2 separate regions of the Mus musculus genome follow, and region 2 is linked to region 1. The links are chromatin contacts, called in public HiChIP or PLAC-seq maps. All regions are on one chromosome and are shown on one strand. The core of a region is the stretch at or near the end of the contact, and the rest is flanking DNA. Distances in the headings are between cores, read along the strand shown. Region 1 has its middle 16 kb from the start of Gm31547. Region 2 holds the start of Dnah6 (dynein, axonemal, heavy chain 6).

Evidence for each region. HiChIP or PLAC-seq counts read pairs in DNA pulled down with a chosen protein or histone mark.
Region 2: a contact with region 1 is called in an H3K4me3 HiChIP or PLAC-seq map of bone marrow-derived macrophages, with 5 times the contacts expected there. The contact joins the promoter of Dnah6 here to the enhancer-like site in region 1. A contact is called at or near these places in 1 of 39 promoter capture datasets (stem cell-derived epiblast-like cells), 9 of 115 datasets of contacts at active chromatin or transcription factors (bone marrow-derived macrophages, embryonic stem cells, epiblast stem cells and 4 more) and 3 of 9 other capture datasets (adipose tissue, embryonic stem cells and liver).

The regions. Positions count from the first base shown.
Region 1 is chr6:72,988,355-72,993,802 of GRCm38.p6, reverse strand. No RefSeq gene overlaps it. Among named protein-coding and RNA genes, the nearest start is that of Gm31547, 16 kb to the left of the region's middle. Within about 2 kb of position 3,377, at least 98 of the 459 cell types and tissues checked have an H3K27ac peak or open chromatin away from gene starts, as enhancers often do. A contact at or near this core is called in adipose tissue, bone marrow-derived macrophages, liver and 2 more, where this site is marked.
Region 2 is chr6:73,218,907-73,224,024 of GRCm38.p6, reverse strand. Dnah6 (dynein, axonemal, heavy chain 6) reads left to right here and starts at 2,394. Exons shown (of 77, transcript NM_001164669.1): 1 at 2,394-2,466. It overlaps Gm40377 (a long non-coding RNA gene), which reads right to left and starts at 1,228. Exons shown (of 3, transcript XR_869180.3): 1 at 923-1,228.

The sequences.
Region 1 (5,448 bases), core at 2,128-4,627:
AATACTCGGTGAGTCTGAAGCCAACCTGTGATCCATGAGATTGGGGAAGGAAGTCAGGGATGAAGAGGAGGAGAAAGGAAATAGAGAAAAGAAAGGAACCTTACCGTACAGGCTCCTTCAACTTACGCAGTTCTGTTCTGACAAACAGAACACCTGCCTCACTCCTGAAGCACAGCCACCGTCCTGAGGGCTATAGATACTGCTCTACCAGGCACGGCCTCAGCCACACAGGCAGGAAGACAGCCTCTGGGCCTCTAATCTGCAGTTCTTATCTTGCCTCTGCCGGGTGCCAAAGCCCCAGCCCAGAGCACTGACTGAACAGGTGTGTCTGCCTCTGCTGCCCTCAGACCCAGATCCTCAGCCGCAGGACAGTCTGTCTCCACAAACACAATCCACTAGCCCACTTCAGCATGACTCCCGTCCCCACATGCTAGGAACAAAAGCTGTGAACCTCAGTAGTTAAAAGAGAACAAAACTGAAAACATATCCCTTCTAAACCGCGTGGCAACAGTCCTCAAAAGAGAAAGACTTGCCTATGGCTGACTGAGACACAGGAAGCCACACCCTCAAGTCTTAGATTTGTAAGACACCTGTATAGTGCACAAAACAAAAAGCAAGGTTCCACAGGGGTACCTGGAGCCTTTGGCTCCTTGCATCCCAGGACCTATAGCACCTGTGTTTTCCCAAAATGACACCCAGCCACAGTGATATCACAACAAACTAGCCATGAGTTCCCCTTTTCATTCCATCCACGTTCACTGAGCACCTATTACTTCCAGACACTGAGAATACAGATGCAAATGCAATGGACAAGAACCCATTCAAGATCACGTAGCTGGGACGGGAAGGCAGCAAGCATCATTTTTAGCAGATCGGATTAAGTGCTACAGAGAAAACAAGCAAGGAAATAGACAAGAAGGATGAATTTGATCAGCAAAGGGCACATCATGAAACATGTGAGTCAAGAAGACTAGACAGAAGTAAAGGGGCATGCTTGTGGATAGATGGGGAAGAACTTTCCAAAAGAAGGAAGATCAAGAGAAAAGCTAGCAGACGAGAAAAGCAAGGATCAGTCAAGGGGTCTGTCCTCGTAGTGCTGTTGGGATTGTTTGTTGTTCGTGGCTTGATCTCTGCATCCTAGACTAGCCTCAAACATTCAGCGGAGGGTGATCCGGAAGCTGACTCTCCTTTCTGTATCCCTAACGTGCTGAGATTACCAGCATGTACTGCCAGGCACTCCCATTTTATGCCTTGCTGGGGATAGAACCCAAGGCTTCATGCAGGCTCTAAGCCAATGCTCTACCAACTGAGCTACATCCCCAGCCCCTGTTTGAATATTGTTAAAGAACAGATAGATGCAAGCTAACAAATGTTCAGGAAAAAAAAAATCCTGTAATACCTGAAGCCAGGTAAGGCTCAGACCTCTCTAATGCTTAAGCCAAGCAAGCTTACAAGCATATGGGCCTGCAGAATTGGATCCTTATTGCTGCACTGAATTGGAAACCAGACTCCAGAACTTTTATTCTGGGGTCTAAACACCCTCCCCACTATAGACCTACCCATGATCCTCCTCCACAACATGCAAATAAAGCATGTAGCCCAGTTTTCAAACCCACCTGCTGCCCTAAGACAAGGTAGGTACACAGAACACAGTAATCATTCTCAGAGGATGGCCCTGGAACCTGCCGGTATTCCCCAAGCCTGATCAGGGAAACTGTAAAGTCAAAATTATTTTCATAAGCCACGCATGGAAGTGCACTCTAGAGGCCGATGGAAGAAGACAGTGGTTTGGAGATCTTTCTGGACTACATGGGGAGTTAGATCCAGGCCAGCCTGGACTGTTTGGGGAGTTAGATCCAGGCCAGCCTGGACTACCTGGACTGTTTGGGGAGTTAGATCCAGGCCAGCCTGGAATACATAGTGAGTTAGATCCAGGCCAGCCTGGACTGTTTGGGGAGTTAGATCCAAGATAGCCTGGACTATATGGGGAGTTAGATCCAGGCCAGCCTGGTGTGAGACACTGTCTCAAAAATCAAAACTGATAAACAAAGTCCATTCTCAGACCTGGTAAGATAGCCATCTCACTAGTGGGCGTAAGGGACTTACTGCCAAGCCTGACAACCTAAGTTTAATCCTAGGAATCCACAGAGTGGAAAGAGAGACACCCCCCAACTCCTACAAGTTGTTCTCTGGCCTCCACAGATTCTAAGTGGCAAGCATACACCTCTCTCCACTCACCCCATCCCATCCCGCATACAATCAATGCTTTAAAAAAAAGACTTATTATGTCCTTGGGTTAGCAGGACAAGAGTGCCAACCCCTTGCTATTTGTCCCTAGAGTAGCAAGGGGTTGGCACTCACAGGGGCCCCCTAAGACCATCGAAAAACACAGACATTTACATTATAATTCATAACAGTAGGAAAGTTACAGTTAGGAAGTACCAATGATTATAATTTTATGGGTGGATTTCACCGTGACATGAGGAACTGGGTATTCAAGGGCCGCAGCATTAGGAAGGTTGAGAACCGTTGTCCTAGGGGAAAGGTGGACCCAAGATGAAGGAATGCTTGAGTGCGAAAGCACCAGAACAGGTTCCTCTGCAGCTGGAGTTATAGGGAGGTGGAAGGGTAAGGATCTGAGTTCAAGTCCCCAGGACCCACATAGAGCTGGACACAGTAGCATGCATCTATAATCCCCAGTTCTCCTACAACCAGATGAGAAGCAGAGACAGAAGGCTGCCAGGAAGCCGTTGGATCAGCCAGCCTGTGTACACAGCAGGAAACACAGGACCATACCTCAAACAAGATGGAAGGTAAGGACCAGCACGGAAGGTTGTCCTCCAACCTCCACACATGCTCCACGGCACATGTGTGCCTCTACTCAGACATTAGAACACACACACACACATACACACAAACACACACATTTAATTAGTTAATAATAAACTATACTAAATTAAACCTTTCCTGGTCATTTTAGAGCGCAAGCAAGCAACCAGGATCCAGAGGCTAACAAGAGACAAATAATGAGTGTGCCAAGTCCATCTTTCCTGAGTTTTCCACTGGAATCGTCCAAATTAAACTAAACTTCAGAAGAGTTTATTTCAGAGCAGCTTAGCGAAGGCCAGGAGGTCTGAGAGAAGGAGTGTGGTCACAGACTTGAATCAAGGCCATAAGGGTAAGAGAGAGAGAGAAAGAGAGAGAGACAGAGACACCGAGACAGAGAGAGACAGAGACACTGAACCAGAGGGGAGGTCTCCAGAGCTGCAGTAGTAAGGAGGCAGGGGTCCTGCAGAGCCCTGCAGAGGTTTGCACAGCCAAATGCATGCTTATTCAGCTCACTAGACTACAGCATGGAAAGGAAGTCAGAGAAAGCGAAAGTCGAAAGTGGAAGTGTGAGATGAATTAAGGGAGACTTGGGGGACCTGGTGAGGCTCTGGCAGAGGCAGAGGAGAAATGATGACTTTACAGAAGCTACACCTACACCCACCCAACCATTCCATGGTTGACTGAACTCTGGGAGAGAGAACTAAGTAGAAGCTTCCCGGAACTAGCATCTAGAAAGATCTGCAGATCACACCCTCCGGCCACCACACTGCAGCAGCCAGTGATTAAGATGTGAAAACACATAAGTCTCTAGTTGCACAAGCATCCCAGAGGTCCTTCAGTTTCCCCGTACTCCAAGCATGACTTCCCTCCAAAGCATTTACATTTCTCAGCTGGCAAAGTTCTGCCCCCAGCCTGGCTTGGAGAAGCTCCTTTGTGCAAAGGGCAACTGCTAATGCAGAGACTCAGCTCCTGTCAAAGTGCTGAGAACAAATGACTGCAGAGTGCAAGCCCTCAACAGTGCGTCTCTGCACCCATCTCCAACACCCAGGGCCCACGGAGGCAGATGGGGTGGGGAGATCGTAAGAGCTGGAGGATGGAGGGGAGCGTCCCGAAAAGCTGTCCCCTAGAAAGGGCATGGCCGTGGCAATCACAGACACACAACAGACATGGCCACCAGCACAAGACCTGCCCAAAAGACCGTGTAGCCCAGGCTAGCCTCACACTCATGATCTTCCCCCAAACTCACAAGAGCTAGGATCACCACCATGTGCCTCCTTGTCCAACCATGAAAACTTAAAAGCAAATTAAAACCACCTCTCAAACTGGTGAAAATGAAAGCTTGTCAGCAACCAATAGGAACATCAAACTCTTCTGTAAGGTACTTAGCGCCATTTAAAGTGTGTGTGCCTTTTGACCTCAAAATTGCACAATAGCATTATGGCCTAAGGAAATATTGACTCCTGTGTGCAGATGGTAATGGGGTGGGGAGGAGGAGGAAGAGATAGGAAAGAAAGAAGAGAGGAAAGGAGTGTAGACAGAAGAGAAAAGAGAGGGGGAGAAGAATAGAGAAGAAAAAGGAAGGGAGAGGAGACAGGGGAGGGAGAGAGCTGAAAGTTATGCTGGATGAATGCAACCAATGAGGAGAGCAGGAGCAGGTGGGTCCGGCATCCTGCATCCTAGAGGGTCTTAAAGCACGCCTCCGGGAATGAGGAAGTGACATCATTGGGCTCTTTGAAAAGCCTGAGGATTAGCTCTATTGCCTGTTTGTCAGCGCTGCAGCTGCTCGCCAGGCTGGAATCCTGTGAGGTATGCAGTGCGCTGAGCTGGCTGGATGCCTGTGGCCACCACCTGGCCTCTGAGATCCCACCAGCTTTTGGAACAAGGCCCTAGCATCTTGCAGCAGATACAGAGAGTTATGGCTGGGCCAGTGGGGGATAAAGAGACCTCTTCTCAACTTCTCTTTTTCCTTCTTCCTTGTCTGAAGTCCTTTCTAGAGTAGTGGATCCCTTGTGTCTGTTCCATGAATGATGTTCTGATGGGGCCTGGTCCCATGGACCATACATAGCCCTAGCCTGGTGGCTCAGCCCTAATGCCAGGCTGTGAGTCAAAAGCTGCTCTGGCCGCGGAGGGTCACTCATATGTTCTCCTTCTTGCTATGGCCTCTGTGGAATCTTCTTGTGTCCCATAATTCCCACCCAAGAGGAGACCTCTCTCCAAGTGTGCCAGGACATGACCCCAAGAAAAGCACCATCTCTACAAAGCAAACCGCTCACTGCCTCCCAGAAATGAGATGACAAGAAAACCACTCTGCTCTTTCAAGTTGGCCCATAGAGGATGCGTGTGCACACACAAACACACCTTTTTTTCATGATACCTTTTGTTGAGTTGCTTCCCCACCCCCTTTTTTCCTTTTGAGACAGGGTTTCTCTAAATAGCCCTGGCTAGCCTAGAATTCACTGTGTAGACCAGGCTGGCCCCAAACTCAGACCACACACACTCACACACACACACACACACACACACACACACACACTTCCTTCCTCTTACTACCAACTAGCATTATCTTTAAAGGGATACAGGGCACACCAAAAGCTGGTGTGTCACCCACCTTTTGAAGGC
Region 2 (5,118 bases), core at 1,145-3,644, 230 kb before region 1:
TTATTTTAATTATATTTTTATTTAACCCAATTCACTTAAAATATTGTTAGTTCATGTAGTCGATACAAAAATTAGTGAAGTATTTTACATTATTTCCTACATTCTACGTCTTTTTGTTTGTTTTTTTGTTTTATTTGCTACTATTTGTTTTGTTTTATTTTGTTTTGTTTTGTTTTGTTTTGTTTTGTTTTGTTTTGTTGAGGCAGGATTTCTCTGTGTAGCCCTGGCTGTCCTAAAACTTGCTCTAAAGACCAGGTTGGCCTCTGCCTCTGCCTCCCAAGTTCTGGATTTAAAGGCATGCGCCATCACCACCAGGGTTCCAAGTCTTAGAGTATATTTTATCTTGTTGATTTAATTTGAAAGTATATTTTATCTTATTGATTTAGTTTGAGACAGGGTCACAAGTATCTCAGGCTAATGGAATATAATCAACACTGCCCCTAACTTCTGCATTAGCATATTACCTGCAAAGACAAGAAATAAATATCATTTAAAGTGAAGGAAAACCAGTATTTTAAAATTCTAGAAATAGAAACTCAACAACAAATTAAGCTATCCCTACCCTCCTTTAAAAAAAAAATGCCAGCACATTACACATGGTGGCAAGCTGCTTTGAACAAACTGGGAATAAACAGTAGGCCAGGGAGTCCCAGAAAATCCAAGCCAAGAGCCTGGAGGCCAATGATGTCCGGGGACGCTGCCAAATGGGGCAAAGTTGAAATTCCTGTGAGTGCTGAGAGTGGAATGTGACACCTCAGCCTACTGAGGCTTGGGCTTCTCTCTCTCTCTCTCTCTCTCTCTCTCTCTCTCTCTCTCTCCCTCCCTCCCTCCCTCCCTCCCTCCCTCCCTCCTTCTCCCCCTGCGCTTCGCCCTCCCCCACCTCTGATGGTGGTCTTGTGGAAGTTTGAGTACAAAATCCTACCTGCCCGAAGAAGCCCTCTCCAGCACACAGCGTGCAGCCTAAAGTGGAGAACTGAAGGCCTGGGAAGGGACAGCACCCCATATAAGGACATGCGCAGGAAGTCAAAAAGTGGGGAGAGAGGCTGAGAGCCTGAGGCTGTGCGGCTTCCCAAGGATCCAGGGCTGCCCTTTCAATGCTATCCATCCTGCTGCTTGGATGCCTTACTTAGCATGCCTGATGGGTCTTTCCTGTTTATCTTTCTCCTAACATCCGACCTTCGTCATTAAATAAGACCTTTGCTGCTAAATTAGTGTGCACTCATAAAATGTGTCATGTTAAATTTATGAGCTTCTAAAAAGCCAAGTTGCCAAATATATATATATATATATATATATATATATATATATGTATGTATGTATGTGTATGTATGTATGTATGTATGTATGTATATATATATATATATATGTATATATATATATATATATATATATATATAGTGTTTAAACACTCCCCAGGGCCAGTGAGATCGGTCAGCAGTCAAAGGCACCTGCTGCCAGGCGCAATGACCTGACTTTCATCCCCGGCAGCCACATAATGGAAGAACGGATCCGAACTAAATTCTCCTCTGGCTTCCACATACACACTGTAGAACCTACACACACACACACACACACACACACACACACACACACACACACAAGCACTCATGCGCGCACAAAATAAAATGTTTTGTGAAAACTGTAATGTGTTCCCTGAAAACTTCACATGACAAGAGACAAAATGTCAGCCCAATACTCAGGGCGCGTGTGAGGAGAGGTGGGGTAGATTGAGTGGTCTGTAATCTATACTCCAGCTCTGTATAATCTACTTGACGATAGGCGGGCTCAAAGGCGCACTCTGTTTTCTCGGCTTCTGTTAGCGGGTGGCTATCCAAGGCACGGTTAGAAAGCGGAGGAGAAAAAGAACGTAGTTCCAGCAGTGATCACGACATTTTGTAGGTTGAAAAGCAGCCTCTGCCAACCCGGGAAGCAGTTCCCCAAGGTAGGTGAAAGGGCTTCCATAGTTCGCCCAACCTTCGCCTGAGGCTCTTGAATCTTTCACCTCAGCATTTTAAGATGTGGGCGAACGTCAAGTCATACTCAAGCCTCTTGAGAAACAACAGATACCTACAGAAGGTTGGATTGCAGATCATGGATCGTCCAGAAACGAAGGAACACATAAAAAGACGGGACCTCCTATGCCTGCTTGCCCAAGCTGCCTGAGATTTCCATTCTAAAGCAGGAATCCTCCGGGTGGGGCCTGCTCCCTGACAACTAATGACGTCAAATACTCTGGGAACACCGATTGGCTCAATTACTTGGCGCGCTCCAGGAGAGCGAGAGCAGCTCCTCGAGACTGGCTGGCAGCGACTGACCGGCTCCTCCTTAGTGCAGTAAGCGTCCTTGGTGGCCCAGTGGTTGCTAAGCAACGGGAAACATTTTCTCCTGGGACTAGACTTCTGTTCCCAGACCAGGTATTGCTGGGCCTCTGGAGACCCTTCGGGAACGCTGCTGTTGAACCGCTTGGTGAGTCCATTGGAACTGAACTTTGGGCAGAGTCAGACACTCAGCAACCCCTCCCCAGGGATAGAAAGTCTCAGAAAAGATGGATTCAGTGATAGCTTCCTATCCCGGGGGACAGGAAAGCGAGGACTAGAGATGCTAGGCTTGCCCAAGACTACATACTGACTGTTCAAATCTAGACCTGTCCTGTTCATTAGACGCCAGGTATAAATTTACCCGGAAAGATAAGACATAGCCCTGCCTCACACAGCACCGTTATGCGTTGAAATGATAGTTTAAATATTAAGTAGAGCACATCATTAAAGTCAAGACCTTTCGTTTCTCATAGGCTTACTTGAGACGTTAAAATTGCATAAAAGACTTTTGATTTCTATTGGCACTGAGCCAGATTAAAATGTAGGCATGTCCACACCTGATTCAAGATGTTTTGTTTGTTCATTCGTTTGTTCTCTCTCTCTCTCTTTCTCTCTCTCTCTCTCTCTCTCTCTCTCTCTCTCTCTGTGTGTGTGTGTGTGTGTGTGTGTGTGTGTGTATACACCTGTGTGTGCACCTTTGCATATGAATATGGGAGGCTAGAGATTGATACTGGACTGTCTTCTTCAATTGCTTCTCCACCCTGTTTTGAAAAAACAGAGATCTCTCACCGAATCTGAAGTTTGGATAGCTTGGCTTGAAGTCCCTGAGCAGCTGCCAGCCCCTCCTTCCTGCCCCAGCCTACAGCCACCACCATAAATGCCCCCACAGAAACACTCCCCCAAGCAGCTCAACCAAAGCCACTTGTGGCCTGGAAGGCCTTCCCATCCCAAACCATGGACCCAAAGTAGGGAAAGGGGGTTGAAAAGAAAAAAAGCCACCAATCCATGGCTGGCTAGGATTCACCTGTGTGCCTCTACTCCCCTGTGCTTTGGTTACATGCAACACTTCCATGCCTTGCTTTTTACATGGGTGCTAGGGATCCGAACTCAGGTCCTTATGCTTGGTGTCTGTTTGCTGTGTATGTGTGTGTGTGTGTGTGTGTGTGTGTGTGTGTGTGTGTGTACTTGACACAAGCTAGAGTTATTTGGGAAGGACTCCCAACTGAGAAAACACCTTTGTGAAATTGGCCTAAACACTTGTCCGTCCAACATTTTCTTGGTTGATGATTGACGTGGGAAGGTGCAGTCTACCACAGGCTGTGCCACCTTTGAGTAGGTGATCATGGGTTGTATAAGAAAGCAAGCTGAGCAAGCCATGAAGAGCAAGCCACGAAGCAGTGTTCCTCAATGGCCTTTGCTTCAATTTCTGCCTTCGGTCCCTGCCCTGACTTCCCTTCAAGATGGACTACAAGCTGTAACATGAGGCAAACCCTTTCCTCCCCAAGTTGCATGTGGTCAGTGTTTTATCACAGCCATAGAAACACCAAGACACTCGTCTAACAAACAGTTTACAGATGGAGCCATCTCCCCAGACCTCTTACCTGCATCTATAAAACCAAATTCCTGGGGAAACGTTATGTGTACTGGATCTGACAAATGTAGTGCTCAACATCCTTCTCTTTATCCTTCCAAATCCAAGCAGGTGCAGGCCCAGACCAGGGCTTCTTCAAGCCAGGCAAACATCTCAGCTGTTATCCCTCTAGTCCCAGCACTCTGTGGGGAAGAACTCTGACTGGTTTTCTTTGTGGGGGGGGGGGGAATCATGTGAATTCAGTTCTCCCTGGTCCTTAATGCTCCCTCCGCTCCCTCCGTCTCCCCTCAGTTGTCTTGTCCAACCTGACCTGTTATTAGACGCGTTCTCACGACCGGCCAGGAAGAACACCACAGACCAGAATCTTCTGCGGCAAAGCTTTATTTCTTACATCTTCAGGAGCAAGCGTGTAAGAAGCAAGAGAGCAAGAAGCAAGAGAGAGAGAAAACGAAACCCCGTCCCTCTTTAAGGAGAATTCTCCTTCGCCTCGGACGTGTCACTCCCTGATTGGCTGCAGCCCATCGGCCGAGTTGACGTCACGGGGAAGGCAGAGCACAAGTAGTCATAAGATACCCTTGGCACATGCGCAGATTATTTGTTTACCACTTAGAACACAGCTGTCAGCGCCATCTTGTAACGGCGAATGTGGGCGCGGCTCCCAACATCTCCCCCTATCCTTTTAATAAGAGCAAATAGGCCACCCATATTAATGAGAGTGGAGATAGAGGTCAAATCCCCAGTGTGTAGGTAAAGGAGCCATGTACAGGATTAGCTCTTAGGCTCACAGGCTTTTACCCAGAGCAACCCTGACCTGCTCCCGTGTCGTTTTGCCTGGGGGAAGGGAACTAGGACACTGAACCTTCATGAAAGATGACATGTCTCCCTAGAATAGGCTCATATATGCCGCAGAGCCTTTCCATTGCAGTGCTTAGCCTTGCAACTCTCTCGGGCTGCTGAAGCACACTCACTCTATCCCGTGCAATGAGTCTAGCCTCATGGGATATAAGAGCTGAGTGGCCAGCGACCTATTGCCTAAGCATAGATATATCAGGGGAAGCTCCATGTTCTAGTCCTGCAAGCGCCTGGGCAATAACCACCTTGTCTCTCCTAGTTTAGGCCTTAAGCTTACAGACCAATCAAAGAAGCAACACTAATCCACAGCAAAGTGTATCTCCAAATAATATTAATCCCACCCATTTTTTAAAGAAA